Regions from separate parts of the Ovis aries genome. Here region 1 is linked to region 2. The links are chromatin contacts, called in public Hi-C maps. All regions are on one chromosome and are shown on one strand. The core of a region is the stretch at or near the end of the contact, and the rest is flanking DNA. Distances in the headings are between cores, read along the strand shown. Region 1 holds the start of S100A2 (S100 calcium binding protein A2). Region 2 has its middle 18 kb from the start of S100A6.

What was found. A called contact is a pair of places that touch in the nucleus more often than the background predicts.
Region 1: a Hi-C map of tail adipose tissue shows a contact between it and region 2, with 4 times the contacts expected there. The contact joins the promoter of S100A2 here to the enhancer-like site in region 2. A contact is called at or near these places in 5 of 16 Hi-C or Micro-C datasets (blood, liver, mesenteric adipose tissue and 2 more).

What each region holds. Positions count from the first base shown.
Region 1 is chr1:104,018,408-104,021,107 of ARS-UI_Ramb_v3.0, reverse strand. It overlaps S100A2 (S100 calcium binding protein A2), which reads left to right and starts at 1,284. Exons shown (of 3, transcript XM_042254144.2): 1 at 1,284-1,571. LOC114116933 (a long non-coding RNA gene) reads right to left here and starts at 1,489. Exons shown (of 3, transcript XR_003590771.3): 1 at 1,368-1,489.
Region 2 is chr1:103,975,438-103,978,137 of ARS-UI_Ramb_v3.0, reverse strand. No RefSeq gene overlaps it. Among named protein-coding and RNA genes, the nearest start is that of S100A6, 18 kb to the left of the region's middle. Within about 2 kb of position 1,402, at least 6 of the 54 cell types and tissues checked have an H3K27ac peak or open chromatin away from gene starts, as enhancers often do.

The DNA of each region.
Region 1 (2,700 bases), core at 35-2,534, 43 kb before region 2:
GTGGTGAGTGGGCACATTCTGAGCAGAAAGATGGGCATAGGCAGTCTTGGCCACTCCAAGTGCTCAGGCACAGTGAGCAAGCAATTAGGAGACATGCAGGAGAGGTTGGATATGCAGGTAGGGGCCAGAGCCCCAGCACCTCACTTCCAGCAAGGGCCATGGGGACGCCACTGCAGTTTCTGAGCAGAAGTGCCATCTGCCAAAGTCCTCAGTTAAAATGGAAGAAGTGCTGTAAAAACCAATGCATTGCACCCCACTGATCCTTACCCTCGGGGAGAACAATTTTTATTCCAAGCTCGACCTGAAATAGGTTTTAACAGGGAAGAGCAGTAGCACAAGGGGGTCAAGTGCCTTGGGGAGGAAGGACACTGGGTGGCTTTGCAGAGGTGTAGGAGTGGGCACCGGGGGCCCCTGAGGCCTGGTTTCATCTGTGCTGCTCAGGCTGCCCCCAAGTCCCACTGCGAGTGACCGCCGGGGAAAGAGCAGCCTGGCTCGATGTCTGATCTCTGGGGGTTCTCAGTCTGAGTTTCTCTGTGGTGTCATGACCCCAAACTCCCCAGAGTGGGCCTGATGAGGGGGTTCTGTTCCAGTGCCCTGTCTGCCGGAGCTGGATTGTGGTTTCTGCCTGCTGCCCCGTAACTTCGTAACTTCGGCTGCCCTAGCCCTGGGGGAGGAGGGCAGTGCCGCTGAGTCACTGCCTGAGCCTCTGGGCCTGGAACCTCGGGTGAGTCACCCAGGACTAGGGGCGCCGGAGGAGGGGAAAGAAGCTGTGGACATCTGGAGTGGGGAGGGGAGCTGGCGCACAGGAAGGGCGGTGCCCGGACTGGACTGAGGCAGTAGGCGAGGGGGGCCTGGGAAGGGGCCGAGTGAAGTCTGCTCTTCTCTGAAAGGCCCTCCCCTGGGCTGGGTCCTAACAGGCCTCAGTGTTTGCCTTTCTCTGGGGAGGGGCCTGGAGAGAGAGGCCTCATCCCCAGCCTGGTCTCCTGGCTTGGGAAGCTGTGCGGGCCTCCTCCTCACGTGCTCACCTCCCAAGCTGGAGGAGACTCCCGTTTTCTCCTCCCTTCAACCCTCCTGGGCCTTCCTCACACACACAGACTGCTGCTCACCCCAGCTGACGATAGCAGAGCCACTCCACCTGTCGCTGCCTCGCTGTCTCCTGCCAGAACCCTTCCTACCCGAAGGGGGCCTTTCCAGGTCTTTTAAAGCACACCCACTTGCCTCAGTACATCACTGACAGTTATTCTGGGGCCAGCTATTAAAAGCCACTTTGTTTCCCTGCGGTCACCCCTGCCCTCTTCTTCCTGATAGCCCCCAGCTGCCTCCTGGTTCCCAGAACACACACAGGCCCGTGAAGTCCCAGCACGCACCTGCAGCTTCGGGCACGCCAATGAACTGTGACTCGCAGGCATTTGTCATGAGAGCAAGACTGGGCCTGAATCTCCAGGCCCCCGTGAACAGGGGCTGCCTCCCCTCGCCCAGGGCCCAGAATACCTTTTCCCGGTGACACCCCCGCTCCCGCTGTGGCCAGGGCGGGGCCGGGGGAGGGGCTGCCCTTGGCTGCCCAGGAGCCGGTATTGTCGGGAAGGGAGGGACTGGGAGGGGGTGTGTGGGGGTGGCAGGAGGCCAGGCTTTGGCGGGATCAGGTTGGGGCAGGTTTGGTTTCCTTAAAATGCAAAGTTGGGGGCCAGTGGGGCTAGCATATAAATGCCAACTCTGCACCTGGCCCTTTGCTTTCCTTCCTGAGTCTCTCTCTGCCCTCTGGTCTGGTGAGTACCTCTGTCCTGGGCAGGGCTGGGTGGGCAAGACCCCCATGGGTCTCTGCCTTTGTCCCGTTGGCTTTTTCTTTAATGGGTTTTTGTCGGAGCAGAGCTGGTTTACAGTGTTGTGTTAGCTTCTGCGGCATGTCCCCTTATGCTGCTCTTTGCCTCCCGGTTTCCTTGGTGGAAGGCCCGGGGCCTCTGTGTGTCTCCGCATCTGGGGGGACCTCCTGTGAAGTGTCAGACAGAGGCTTTTCCCAGTTCCTCTGTGAGGTTTAGGGGTTACTCTTGGGGTCTGTCTTGCATCTCTCACTCGGAGTGTTGCTGCTTCTTGGGGGTTTGGGTCCAGGCATATGAAGTGTGTGTGGTGGTGGGAGGGTTGGGGGGGTGCTTTAAGGAGAATCCTGGGTTTGTTTGTTTTTGAAAAGTCCTGGGTTCCAGCAGGACTAAGAGCCAGGGATCTCAAGCGAGCGGGCCTGCCTGGCCCCTGCCCTGAGCAGCGGGATAGCCCTGCCGCTTCCTGTCTTCTCCCGCCTCCTGAAGGCAGGGCTGGCAGGATGGGCCCAGGGTGCTTCTTGCCTCTGGCACCTGCTCCTCTGGCCTCACCCTGGGGCCTGCCTAATCCCCCCAGGGTGGTGTGACCGCACTGAGAGGCTGGGCCTTGGAAAGGATGACCTCCAAATTCTGTCCTTGGTCTCAGATTCTGTCCTGATCCTGGGGTACTGGGCTTTTAATTTCTTGAATTCCAGTCCCAGAAGAATCCTTGCTGTCAGGGAGAGTGTTAGTTACCAGCACCCCTGCTCTGGTGCCTCCAGCGTGAGGGGAGACACATTCCCTACAGAGTGAGAGCCCCTGGTCTGACGGAGGATACAACCTACCCAAGGGAGCTTCCAGTTAGATGGGAGAACGACGCCCTCTGGCTGAGGGGGGAGGTCACTCCTCA
Region 2 (2,700 bases), core at 153-2,652:
GTACCGTGTCTTCTTTGTCCGTTCCTCTGTGGCGGAATATTTAGGTTGCTTTCACGTCTTGGTCAACAGAGCTGCAGTGGGGTGCATGCACACTGGGGTGCATGTATCCTTTCAGATCATGTTTTTCTCTGGATATATGCCCAGGAGTGGGATTGCAGGATCACAGGGGAGTTCTATTTTTAGTTTTTTAAGGAACCTCCATACTGTTCTCAGTAAAGCGTCTGTCTACAATGTGGGAGACCTGGGTTTGATTCCTGGGTCGGGAAGTTCCCTGAAGAAGGAAATGGCAACCCACTCCAGTACTCTTGGCTAGAAAATCCCAAGGACGGAGGAGCCTGATGTCTGTGGGGTCGCAAAGAGTCAGACACGACTGAGCGACTTCACTTCACTATACCGTTCTCCACAGTAGCTGTACCAATTTACATTTCCATGAACAGCGTAGAAGGGCTCCCTTCTCTCCACTTCCTCTCCAGCATTTATTATGTGTGGATTTTTTTTGATGATAGCTATTTGAGTCAAAATTCTTTTAGTGCATACCCCTTCCCCTACAAAAAGAAAAGACAAGCATTTCTACTCTCTCACCAAATTTTCCTACAAGTACATAATTTCCATTTTACTGGTGACACACAGTTCCTTCCTGTTGATGTTCCACATTTGCTGGTGGTGGTGGTTTAGTCGCTAAGTCGTGTCCGACTCTTGCGACCCCGGGGACTGTAGCCTGCCAGCCTTCTCTGTCCATGGGGATTTTCTAGGCAAGGATACTGGAGTGGGTTGCCAGTTCCTTCTCCAGGTGTCCCTTAATTTTGGACATTTAGATGGTCCTTTCCTCCTCCCAGTTACAGATCACCTATGGTAAATATATTAATAAATATAGATTTAAATTGTGAGTTACTCTCAAGAGTGTGAATTATTGCTGATGCTAAGTCGCTTCAGTTGTGTGAATTATTTTGTTTGATTGTAATTAATTCTGAGGCTCACACCCAGCTCTAGCTTGTGATTTTATGTTCTGAGAAGGGTCCTTGCTCACAGCTCAGAGCATTAGTTTAGGAACGCACAGAAGTATGACCCAAAAGTTGATCAGGAAATTACTGAGTTTGGTGGGTAAAAACCTCCCTAAGAAACTGGGAAGAGCCTTAAAAAAAAAAAAGTAAGTGTGCATGTTTTCCCTGAATTTTGGGGAAAAAAAATCCCACCTCCTTCTTTTTCTGATCTCTTATTTGAGGTCAGAGTGGGGTTGGGGTGAGGGGTGGGAGAGGCTGGCCAATGATGGAACCCAAGGGATCAGGCTGTGCCAGGGTCTGGAACCTGGAAGGTTTTCCTTTTCACCATGTGGTGGGAAGGCTCTGACCAGCCTTGAGACAGTCCAATCACCAGTCCTCTGGTGCCCCCTGCTGACCATTCAGTCTCCACGCAGCGTGGTCCTGTATACAGGGAAGCCCGAGAGGCCAGCAGATTGCCTGGGAGAACCTGACGGCCAGATGTCTTGATCAGAAGCCAGACCCTTCCTCTTTAGTGTTGAGTCACACTGCTCTGCTAATGGGCAGCCTTACAGTATAGAGAAAAATTGAGTTAGACCCGGTTTGTCTTCCACATTGCTGTCAAATTTGTCTTTCTGGCTAATAAAGCTGATTCTGTAGCTTAAAGTCCTATATTGACTTCTGCTATGGACTGAATGTTCCTTTCCCCCCAATTCATATGTTAATCCCCAACATGATGATACTTGGAGGCTGGGGCCTTTGGGAAATAATTGGGTTTGGATGAGGTCATGGGGGTGGAGCCCTCAGGATGGGATTTGTGCCCTTATAAGTACCCTCTGCTGGTAGAAGAGAGCACTGCACACACGCTGGACACCTGCCCTGGTCCCTAGATCTTGCCGTGTCCATCCCATGATTTGTCCAGGCAATTTCTTCCGTCTCTCGGGAAACCCACTCCAGGCTCAAATGTCACCTGCCTTGTGACATGTTAGGTCTCTGCTCTTAACTCCTATAGCACCTCTTACACCTGTCTATATTAGTCCTGCTACACCTTAGTGTAAACACCTGCCTATAAGCCTCTTCTCCTTCATTTCCCCTTCCCTCCATCCCCTCTCCTGGTGCTCACACTTGGAGCTACTCAGAACGAGGGACCGTGTCATCCTCGTCTTTATTTTAGCACAGAGCCCGCCACCTAATAAGTGTCCCATGCATCTTTGTCGGATGGATGAACACACTTCCACACTCAGGAAGGCTGTGGGATAAAGGGCTAGGAATGGGGGACTGCACGAGAATTTTTACACAGAACTCGGAGCCACGCGTCTCGAAGCTGAAAAACAAGTTCAGCTCTGAGGCAGGGGGATGGAGGATTTGATTAGTCAAGATCAGGCTCAACATGTGGGTCCTGAGTCTGCACATACCAAGCAGAGGGTATCCATGAGTTACCCTTTGAGAAACATGGCTGAGGGGTGGCGGGGAAACACAGCAGTGGTGGGCATAGACCTGGAATTCCACTCTCATGGAAATGCCAGAAGGACCACGAGGAACCCTGGATGTGTTCACTGCTGCGTCCCTCATTCCCAGCATCGTATGGGGTGTACAGCGGGTGATTCACGAAACATAACCAGCTTACTGAATGCACTGCGCTCAGTGACGTATAGACAAAACCGAACCTCTATTCCCTCCAAATGCTCTCCGTTAAACCTGATTTCTCATTCTTCTCTATCTG